2 separate regions of the Danio rerio genome follow, and region 1 is linked to region 2. A link is a contact called in public Hi-C data. All regions are on one chromosome and are shown on one strand. The core of a region is the stretch at or near the end of the contact, and the rest is flanking DNA. Distances in the headings are between cores, read along the strand shown. Region 1 holds the start of lrch4 (leucine-rich repeats and calponin homology (CH) domain containing 4). Region 2 holds the start of rell1 (RELT like 1).

Region 1 (6,059 bases), core at 2,992-5,491, 410 kb after region 2:
CATACCAGTACCTATCAATCTTTACCTCCTCAGATCTTTTAGTAAAAAGAGACACTGTCATCTTCCTCCTACCTTCAAGCATATGTACAATACACACTGCAGCTGCAACCAGTAATATAGGAGTAAAACCTAGCAATCATTCTCCACCTGAGGGTAGGTGTGTCTGCAGAACATGCTTATTATGGAATGATTTATTTTTTACACTGGGACAGGGCTTGGATTTTATATATGGCAGTTCTAGGCCTAGTTTTATCTGCATTGTTCCGCACCCTCGAACTGATCCCAAACTGGCATTTGTATTTTGGAGAGTCAGATGTACAGTACGGTTACCAAGGCAACTTGGTTATCCATGCAGAAAATTGGTGTCAAAATCCACCACAGAATGAGAGATTAGACCTTCTAAACTCAAAACTTCCAGAGCTACACTCAAAAAAGGCTTTTGCTGCTTGTTCAAACTACTTATTTACAATGAGTAAACACAATTCTTTAGGGTGTTTTGAGGGTAACTTAAATATTTGATGTTCAATCCACTTAAAATTGTGAAAATTATTACGTTAATTGGTTTGTGTTGGGACAATATTAAGGAATTGTGTGGAACCTTGCATTTTTTACAGTGTAGGAGGATTGAGTCTTAAATTAGTCAGTGTGCTCAGTATAGGACATGATGGCCTCAGTATAAGTCATGATTTTAAAAAAAATAAGTAGGAATAATTAGGGATGTGCCAGTATAAAATCCTGATGGTGTGATAATCTTGGATAAAAATATCACGGTTTTACAGTATTGTGACTAATCCTTTGAACATATTTTCTTTTTAAATGAATTATTGACTTCTGCTGTCTTCATTAGTTTCAAAAACACTGATTTCTTTAAAATTTAAAATAGCATTTTTTAATATCTTTTCTGCTGGAAATACTGTTGCCCTAAAAAAATAAATAAATAAATAAAAAGTAAATTAAAAAAATCGTACCCATACCTTAGGAACGGTATTACAGAAAATTGTGTTGTTTTTAAAACCTTGACTTTTCCAAACCTTTAAAACTGTTATCGTCCTATGCTAGTAATAATTCATCCTTAAGCACAATGGCAACATATATTATTGATTATGTTTTGTATTTTTTTATTATATTCACATTTATGTGTGTGTTCTTCTTAATAGCCATTTTTGATAAGGATTGTCTTCTAATTAATCTAATGCCTATTTCGGACTGCGTGATTTTAGCCCCGATTTTGGCTCGTCGACAGGTTTTGAGAAATCGCAGACAAATGCCTGAAATCACAGGCAAATCGCTGCTCGTGCACGTGAGTGACAATCACACAGTATGAACGATCAAAGACGCGATCTGAGAGAATCTCAGGCCGATGCCTGTGAGATATTTGGCGTGCTGAAAATCTGGAGCTGTCGGCGATTCAAATCATGCCGTGTGAATTGAGTTTTGACTGAAAATAACATCAGCGATCGCCTACAGCCAATGAGAGAGCAGCTTTCACTTGTGTGTGCGTGTGTGTATACCTACTGCAGGCCAGCGGGAGGCTGGTGGTTAAAAGCGATCTTTTTCGGTTTATTTGGACCCACGAAATGGAGGGAAAACTCGTGGAGGTTTGACAGGACTCAGGAGCACCCGTGTCTGTTTGACGTTTCATACAGAAAGAAATTAGTTTATCATCAACGTTGAGGAGAAATGGCTAATTCCCTTTAAACCCAGGTGAGCAAACATGTACATGTTCTACCCCATTAAAGGCTTCTTTCTCATTATGTAGTTAATAACAAAAGATATACATGTTTTTGGCTGTGAGACGTAGTTTGGACGAAGTTGTCGGCGATTCTGTTATAGTAAAGTCATGCAATTTGAATGTCCATGTTGCCGAACCATCTTGCAGTGTAAACAAAGCAACGACGAAACGCTAGCCCAGACAGTCATGCAGTGTGAAAACATCTGTGACAAGACTAGTTTGAAAATCATGCAGTCTGAACTCGGCATAAGCTGTACTTTTCCCTATATGTTATCATGCGTGTACATAATGTGCAAATGTAACGATGATTAAATCCTATTGGATGACCTGGTCCTTCTTGCTAGTTATTATAGTGTGTTTAATTGAATAACCTCCACATAATTCTCATTCATGCCCTTAACAATGGCATACCAGAGCACAATGAATTACAAACTGCAGGCCTCCTCCTCACCCCAAACATGTGTTTGGTTCAGAAGCTCCTTTTCTAAAATTAAGCCTAATTACATTACCATGCAGGACTGATAAGAAATTAGGACTATAGGCGATTTGGCCTGAATTCAAAATCTCGATTAATTGAACCTTTTAACTCAATTACGATTAATGAACTATTATTTTGTTTATTTATTTTTTGCCCTCTTCACTGACAGGTTTTGTACAATAAATCAGGTCACATATAACAAGAGATTTCTAAATGAAGGGTGCATTACTTGGTTTTAAAATAATTGAAGGAAACACACTATCTACTATCTAATATGATTATTATTCAACATGAATGTTAAACAACTAAAGTTAAAACACACATTGCCTGAAACCAGTCATTATTTTCTTAATAAAGTGAAAATAAATATAGTAAACTAAGTCAATTATTTTCAGTGTTTTTCACATTAAACATAGAAAATAAGCAGCATCTCTTCTAAATATAACAACTTGTATATCCTCTGTAAACAAATATTTTAAATATAAATAACAATTTTATTTTAAACATAAAATATGCCGTCTCAAGGAATCTCTGGCACAGCTTCCAATCATCGCCAATGCAGAATGGGTCCATCGTTCTACTTTATATATAAACATAGAGGCTTAACAGAGCCACACGGTAGGGAAAGTAACTGAAAAAATTGGATTGATTATATTTGAATGTCGATTCTGATTACTTTTCAATTAATCGCCCAGCCTTATAAGAAACGTACACCCAATAACATTGAATATTCTAAACTATCCATCAATTTGAATAAAACATTGCCTAAAGGGAGTTATGTCAATCTTACATAATTATTATATGCACATCAAAACATTCTATTGCATGCAAATTTGCTGTGGTTTGAGAACTGTTTAACAAATCTAAAATTATCACAACAGGATATATTACAATACAGAATACACTGACACCAGCTGTGGATCACAAACTTATCAAAAGACATATACATGTCATGAAATACTTCTAGAATTGACTACAAAATCTCTGAGACTTGCAGACCCATGTGTGTGTGTGTGTGTGTGTGTGTGTGTGTGAGAGTGAGGTGGGGGTTTGTATGGCTCAAAGACAAACTGCTTTATACCCACTTTGTATGAAAGTGGAGCAGATGGTCATATTAGTGCTGCTGGCAAGATGCTCCCTACCAATAAGAACGCACTCAAACAAGCTGACTACAACAAATAACAGTTTTATCAGCCAGCCAGTTTTTTCTGCTGCCTTTGCGCTGCGCTGAGAGATCAAATGCGAAGTTTTACTTTGACTCTGTGGTAAGATGGCTCGGCCTGAGTGTATTTCCACCTCAACAACAGGAAGAGAAGCTCAACGCAAATGTCTCCAATTTCTTAAGCAAACACGCCAGCTTCAAAACTCAACAAGCTGACTTTAAAAACACAATACGCTGCTCGATAAGCAGCGATGGTTCTTTTATAAACGAAAGTGATGAGTAAAATGAACTTGTCATATGATCTGCCTTCTACAATGATTGCGAAAAGTGAAAGATCCGCTTTTTCTGAGTCGGGCGTGATGATGATGGTGCTGCACAGAAGGGGCGCAGGTGAAGAAGACACCCAAACAAAGGACATTAAATGTACTGAATGCATTCCCTGCCCCCTTCACTGATCCCCTAGCCGCTTTATTAATTAAAGTCTTACCTGCGTGCGTAATGTCGGACAGGTCATAGTTCCTGGCGGTGCGGGGGAACTCTTTGAGTTTGCGGTTAGAGAGGATGAGCGCTCCGCTGGACGCAGCCTCTTCCAGCGCCTTCTCCACGCTCCTGCTGGCCGCTACGGTCGCCGGCAGCTGGGCTCCATCCCCAGCAGCCATCAAACACTAAATATGACCCGAATCTTACTCTTTACTACGACAATCACCCCTCCTAAACCTCCATCTCATCAGAGGCCGGTCCAACAACGTTTCACTCCGGAAAAGTTAGTTTTTGTACTCCAGAAAAGTGATGTAAAATCCCGTGATTGAGAAAAGTTGCGCCGTGACTTGACAGACCGCGCGCTGGAGCGAGCTGAAGAAGCGAAAGGGGAGGAGCTTGCGGATTGAGCAAGTCTTGATTGACACACAGCGGACACACCCAGAACCTACAGACTCGGGGAAATGAACACAACAGCGCTGCTCTCATCATCGGAAGGGGAAAATTATAAAGTTTTTTTGGTCCGTTGGAGGTTTTGTTATACAAATGTAAAAGTTACAGTACTGCTGATGATAGTAAGTTTTTTTTTGCATTGTTTGCATAGCGATAGCAAAGGCAGCGGAGATTTACTACAGTAATCGGAAAGCCTCTAATGGACATCACACACACACACAGCATTTCCTTGTTTCCAGATCCATTAATTTGACATGCTTTTAGAGAGAGGAAATGAAGGACATAAATATTGCATTAACGTTATACTAGTACTTTAAGCTTTACGTGTAGAGACAACAAACACTCCTGCAGATATGTTGTCTAAATCTAACCATAAAACTGAATTGGGGTAATATATTTATGTTTATTTTTATTTATTTAATATAATTAGCTATGGAAATGAAATTAAACGTAAATGTACATTTCTTTGATTATGAAAAATATATAATAAAATAGAAATAAATAAGTTACTGGCATATAAACAAATTATTTCATTACTTCATTCATTCATTTGCTTTTCGGCTTTGTCCCTTTGTTATTCAGGGGTCACCACAGCAGAATGAACTGCCAACTTATCCACCATATGCACTTCCAGCTGCAACCCAACACTGGAAAACACCCACACACTCTCACATTCACACACATACAATAGGGACAATTAAGTTTATTCAATTCCCCTATAGCACTTGTCTTTGGACTGTATGGGAAACCCGGACGAAACCCACGTGAACATGGGGAGAACATGTAAACTCCAAACACAAATGCCAACTGACCCAGCTGGGGCTCAAGCCAGTGACCTTCTTTGCTGTGAGGCGATCATGCTACCCACTGCACCACCGTGACACCATTAAACAAAGAATTTAGCTAATTATTTATGAAAAACATTAAAATATACACCATCTCATAATGATTTGACATGAAGCCATTTTGTATTTTGTTTTAAAAATTGAATGTGGCCTTCATATCACACAATATATAGCCTAGAGAGGTAATATACTAGGTTTATAAAATATTGAGTTACATCTATAAACAGAAGTTAAATAATATTATTGTATTTTTTTAATAAACTAGTGTAATATCCAGAAAAAGTACCAGCTTGTTGCCTAGCTTTTGTATCATCATTTACATCACATGTTCCCAAACGTTTCAGCTCGTGACCCCCAAAACAACAATTCTCGCAACCACCACTATCTTTGGAGGTGGTTGTAAACATACAAACACTACACACATTGGTTCACACACACCAATAGGAACTATATAAACAAGCTTATTGACATCACAAAAAAGTGAAACAGTCTAACAACCATATCATTTTTTTATAGCCATTATTTGTTTCATTTAATATTAATCTCTAAATGAGAAGGGTGAGCACAATGTTTACAGCACAAGACTATTCATTTTTTAAATTTGGAGACCACTTGAAGCCATATTCAGACGTGGCCTTCATTTTATTTTTTTTTTTATGTACAGTATGTGAGTTTCGTAGAGGTGTCAAAGTTTAACATTGTGCCGTAAAATAAATCTGCTGCAACTAACCCTATTGCTGTGTCATTAATCAAGCATAATTACCCCAGGGGTCGCAGCCCATTGAAAAATGAATTAAAAGTCTGATGGCTTTTTATTTGCATGTTGTTATTTCATGTAACCATTAAACATTATTTTTGTCCTCTGTAGGGTATAGAAAAAATATGGTTGTTCTAAAGGTTTAAAAACATATA
Region 2 (6,089 bases), core at 3,048-5,547:
GTATTCTTTGATGCCCACCAGGCACAAGAATCAAAACAAACTACCATGGCAAAAGAACTGTTAAGCATCATCACACTCCCGTGAACAACTCAACAAGACAGGGCAAAAGACAGGGCAGTCAGTCTCACTTATTTACTGGTAACACAATCAACATCCTTATACAAGTAATTTTATACTCTATTGTTTTTCAATTGATTATATGATTTACACTACTTTTTGGGATTAGAGTACCCATGTTAAAAAGAACTTGTAGCTGAATCATTTATGAAACAGTTCCTTTATTAATCAGAAGTCGCCACAGCAGAATGAACCGCCAACTTATCCAGCATATGATTTAGGCTGGATTTATACTTTCGCCTGCCGCCGCATTAAGCAGCTAAGCTGACTGCGCGTGCACCTCGCGAAACAAATGAGGCTTTTATACTCGCCACAATCATTAATGTGATATTTTTTCTAACGACAGGGGGTGATCAAAAGAAACTGACCCTTAAATCAGACAAATAAACAGAAGTAGAAAGTTTCCGGAACTATGTTATATCATTAATATCATTCAGTATTTTAAGTTAATTATTTTTACTGTTTTTAGAAAATTATTTGAATGATTATAAGGATTTTTATAACCATTTAAGACTTTTTAAAATCAAACTTTGACGCATCGCTTGCTTTTGTTCATATCTCGGACAGTTTTACCTATTAAAGTTTATTAAAATATTAATGACAACAGAATATGGGTTGCTCTACAAATATATTTTTTATTATGGCAAAAATAAAAGCAAAATAAAAGAGTACACTTACTTAAAAATACGAATGTTTTTTTTTTTTGTTTTTTGTTTTTTTAAGATTTAGCACGCTCCACAATTCAAACATTACTGTCTGGCTAGTTTCTGTCCGCTATTATGCTAAAAAGGCAACAATGGCCCAACATTCCTGACCATCATCACCAATAAAGCCTAAAGAGAAACAGGCCATCAGTAAATTGTAAAACGGTAGGTTCAAAAAATCCTTTCCAGTTATCAAAGAAATAATCTATTCCTTAATTATAGTTTTGGAACTATTAAACTGTTCTAAATTTACAATTGTGTATATACAATATCAGTGTAAAAATCTATGACTGGTGGAAAAAATATTTCTGTAATTGTTTACCTGGCTCATTTTTGCCCTGGCCTCTTTGTTTGTTTGTTTTTTAACTTATCCCTCTGGTTTTTCCAAAACTTTTAACAAAAATGTTCTCCTTTTCCATGGCTGTTGCTATTTCTAGCCAAGAATTATTGATCATCTGGTTATCTCTAAGATCAGAGATCATAGAGATTTTGTTTCAGACAAAATCTCTTCAAAGTGTTTCATATTCAACTTAAATCAAACGAGGCGCCACGTGCACTGTTCGCTCGAGTCTCAAAAAATGCTGTGCGGTGTGCGCACCACCAGCTGAAATCATGTCGTGTGCACCCAAAGCGAACATCCGCAAACTCCACGATGACGTCACATTCGCCATGTACAGTCAGGTGAACAAGCAGACGCGTCGAGTATAAACCAGGCTTTACGCAGCGGATGCCCTTCTAGCTGCAACCCAACACTGGTAAACAGCCATACACTCTTGCATTCACACACAAACACTACGGAAACACCACACTCCACACAGAAACATCAACTGACCCAGCCAGGGCTTAAACCAGGAACCTTCTTGCTGTGAGGCGATTGTGCAAACGTGAGGCAAAACTTTTATTTAAAATTACCAAAACTAATGACACAACGTATGGCTGAGAAAGTAGTGCTATAGAGTAAAATCAAAGTGGAGCAATTCGACTTGGGAGGAGGAATCTGTCCCTTTACTTGACTAATAAGTACGCATAGATACATCCATTAGATGTCGCCTACCCTGCTGTTGTCTATTAGAAGGAATGTGTCTTCAGAGCTGTCATTTTGGTACAGGGGAGCGCTTCTTTGACATAAATGTGAGATCAAAGTGCAGTGGAGGACTGTGGCCATCCAAAGCCAGAGATATACACATAAATACATATTTCTATGATTGGGAGTTTTCCTGGTTGTCAGTATGCAAATATTTCTTTTAAATTACGAAAATTATAATTTAACATCACTTTTCTACATTGATGGATGTGACAGCACGGGCATTGCCGCTAAAGTGTGTGTGTGTATGGAAATATACTATCCTTCCTCCCTGTTTAATTTGATCTAATCCAAGTCAAGCGATTCATATGAATCCCCGTTATGAATGACTTGTTTGCTTTGTTGACAAAAATACAAGTTTCTGGCAGTGCAGCATCTTGTTGTCATATTTCATAACATTGTTTGCTAATTTTATTCAACAAAACTAGCATAAGCCTGGTATTTAGTGCGAGTTGGTGCTCCTTTGTCTTATGGTGAATGCAGTCAGAGACTGTACAATCATCAATAATGTTACTTGTTAAGCACAAAAGTTTGAAACATAAAAAAACTAAATCTTACGTATGAAATATGATACCTTTGTGCATTGCTTTCTTTGTTTGCTTGTCACTACATCCCTACACAATGCTAAAGTCCAGCATCTTCACATTGGCACACTGTCTTGACCAGTACGATTGAATGACATTTGTCCTGGAAGCACTGTACAATTGTGGAAGTGACGCATGATTAGGGGCCGTATGCGACATCTAGTGTATATATCTAAGATAAATACTGATTGTAGGGTTGGACTGAAAAACGATCGAATCGCAATAAATGTATGTCAATAACAATGATAAGCTCTAGACTGTTTCTCTATATTGACCTAAGAGCCAATCACACAGCAGAAATCTGAAATAATGAGAATCAAAAAGCGCGTTGATATGAGAGACGTACCAAATTTTCGGCCACCAAATGTTTATTATCCTGAAAATGTTATGCCATTCAATGGACCCTCTAATATTTTGTGGCTTCCGTAATTGTCAGGATACTCTTTTAAATCTGGAAGCATGAACAACTGATATCGAAATGTATATCGTTATCAATCAATATAAAAAATAATAATCAAGATTGCATGTCTGACATCTCTCTCACCCCTAACTGATTGTACTTATTTGACTTGATAACATTGTAAAATAAACTGATAAACAAGTATGGAAATTGTGCATGGATTTTAACTGTATAAAAGACAATCAAAATGCATAAAGGTTGAAAATCTCTACATTTTGCTAACATTCATTTCATGCTATAGAGTGTTTTACATTCAGTCTCCTCCTGTAGCACAAGGGAATATGCTATTTAAATGTATGGAGACTGAAATACAGAAATTAAAACATTGCTGTTGATAACACTAGTAAATAAACTTTTTATATAGATTACTGGGTTAATAAGAATGACAGAGCATATAACTTAAATAGTAATTTCATAAATCTCAAAGAACTGTGGTAAAGCTTGATGGCAGAATGTTTTGGTTTCTTTTCTGGAATTGTTTGATTGACAAATTAGAAACAGGTGTACCAACTAGCCAAATACAAACTGGTCCACATTAGCATCGTGTTTGAACAAAAACATGTCTGTGTTATAAACCGTAATTGTTATTCTGCGCTTTTGATGCAATTTAATTAAAATCTGTCGCTTTTACATTGTAGATAATGCCAAAGCAGCTTTTACTGGTCATCAACTGAGACAATCAATCTCCATTCCTAAATGAAACCTGAAGCAAGCAACTGAGCATTGTAACTTTTAAATCACGCAATGTTGTGTGACCTTTAACGCCAATGAAAGTTAATGCAGGCGTTACCACGAACTAATAAATCCCTAATATAAAACCTCGGACATACAGCAGTATCAGTTCGTGCTTGATCAATACTTGGTTGTCCGCCAGAAACTTTATGACTGACAACCGCACCTTGCTCAAAAGATCCCCCTGCTCTCATCCAAATGCGCTACCAAACAAACCGATATAATAGAGGTGCGTGTGGATGCGTGACTCTCATATTACCGAAGGTCTTCACAAATCAATCTGTCCTGCACACATGAACACACAGTAGTGTGAACTACTAACCTCTCGTCGTGGAGTTGGTGGACAATGAGGAACCTGCCATCGGCCCACCGGTGTGACACAGATGCAGTCGGACACAGGCTGAAGTGTCCACAGATGCGTGAGCTTCGAGCTGTGCTTTTACATTCGCGGTCACTGCTGCTGTTTCCTCATTCTTATCACTGCTCGAGGAGGAGCATCCCACTCTTAAAGTTGTAATGCACTACACGGCCCGAAGCAACTTACTCGGACTCAGAAGTAAAGAAAAACACAATATCCCAATGACGAAAAGCTTTTAAGAAGGTACTTCGCAATATAAAATTGTCTTGTAATGTGCATATGGGGTGGTTTGCAAGAAAGCAAATGCTGCGATTCCAGTCCTGTAGGGGGCAGAAACTTCTGTTTACAAGCAGCAGGACACAAATGAAGAGCAAACCCCGGAAAAGGTCTAACTTACACGTCATCCGCGTGGTGTTTGTTTTGGGTTTTCTCATCCTTGTTTGAATAAATTGGCCTTATGCTGGAGTGTATAAGTACTTTGTTTGGTTGTAAAGTTGACGCAAAACAAAAAAAAAAACGTTGTTATTAAACTGCGTGTTATGATAAGGGCAAAACATTGTTTGTAGTTTTTCCCTTATTTAAAGCAACAACAAATGTTTAATCTTTTATTAGGCCAGAGTAATACAATAAGCAAAAGATCATTTCATGTAATATAATCATCTGGACCTACATAAAACATTAAAATAAACATTTTAGATTGATTTAAAATAGTAAAAGTTTTCTATGAAATCGTGCACCATTAGAGAAAATATATGTTTGTTTGCAGATGTGATTTTGACTTCCGCCTCTTATTTTAGAACTTGCTAAACATATATAATTATTCATTTAAATCAGTGTAAACCACAGGTCACATCCAAATAAGTAATTATAATATTTCCCGGCTGTTACGTACCTGTAACAATACCATATTTAAAATTCCCATCCATTAACATGCCTTTACTTAGTTCTTTTTCAAATTCCTGCAATAAATGTGTTATAAACACAGCGCATACAATTACCAAATACCAAGAAAAAAAAAACGTTCTATATTTTACAAATAATTTTTACAAAAGACGTCCCTAAAACCTTCGCAAGTTGTAAATTAAAAAAAGTTGTCAAAACACTATTTCAGGGTTTCTGCAGGTTTCACATAATTTTGATTTAATCTTAAGACCAAATTTTAGACTCATAAAGGGCTGCTGCACACTAAGGAATTTTTCAAATGGCCCAAATGGAAAAGATTGAAATTTGCCCCATCAAAAAATGTAATTTAATATATTTAATAAAACAATAATGCATTAAGAATAAAAAAGTAAAATATTTTTTTATTTTGTGTAAAAACAAGCAAGCTCTACTTGTATCCAGACACCTTTTTCCCGAACAAACGTTCTTTAAAATAAAAATTAAAAATAAACAAATGTTTTAAAGGTTTTTAAAAACAACAATACAACAATCTGTCCAGGTCGTTGTCCTCAGCAGTAAACGCATCGGGCACTTTTAAACAAATGTTATTGTAGAGAAAATAATTAAACCATTATTGTTTATAGAGTAAAAATTACCTTTTTAAACAAAAAGTGAAAAGTTTTTTGAGATTGATAGTCGATCATATGGGAGATGCAGTGGCGCAGTAGGTAGTACTGTTGCCTCACAGCATGGTCGCTGGTTCGAGCCTCGGCTGGGTCAGTTGGCGTTTCTGTGTGGAATTTGCATGTTCTCCCTGTGTTCGCATGGGTTTCCTTCGGGTGGTCCGGTTTTCCCCACAGTCCAAAGACATGCTATACAGGTGAATTGGGTAGGCTAAATTGTCCGTAATGTATGAGTGCGAATAAGTGTGTGTGAATGTTTCCCAGAGATGGGTTGTGGTTGGAAGGGCATTCGTTGTGTAAAAATGTGCTGGAAAAGTTGGCGGTTCATTCCGCTGTAGCGACCCCAGAATAAAAAGGGACTAAGCCGAAAAGAAAATTAATGAATGAATGTTGATCGTATGGGTGTTAATGGCCAGATTGGGTAGCAATACATGAACAAAGGCTAATTAAGATGATTTAAGACCTACAATACATGATTTCAGTAA

The links. A called contact is a pair of places that touch in the nucleus more often than the background predicts.
Region 1: a Hi-C map of an unstated tissue shows a contact between it and region 2, with 2.9 times the contacts expected there. The contact joins the promoter of lrch4 here to the promoter of rell1 in region 2. A contact is called at or near these places in 2 of 18 Hi-C or Micro-C datasets (hematopoietic stem cells and an unstated tissue).

The regions. Positions count from the first base shown.
Region 1 is chr7:64,473,906-64,479,964 of GRCz12tu, forward strand. lrch4 (leucine-rich repeats and calponin homology (CH) domain containing 4) reads right to left here and starts at 4,242. Exons shown (of 10, transcript XR_012382772.1): 1 at 3,860-4,242.
Region 2 is chr7:64,068,297-64,074,385 of GRCz12tu, forward strand. It overlaps rell1 (RELT like 1), which reads right to left and starts at 4,298. Exons shown (of 7, transcript NM_001201360.1): 1 at 4,004-4,298. The coding sequence starts at 4,043. All of the region lies in intron 1 of LOC141375164, which reads right to left.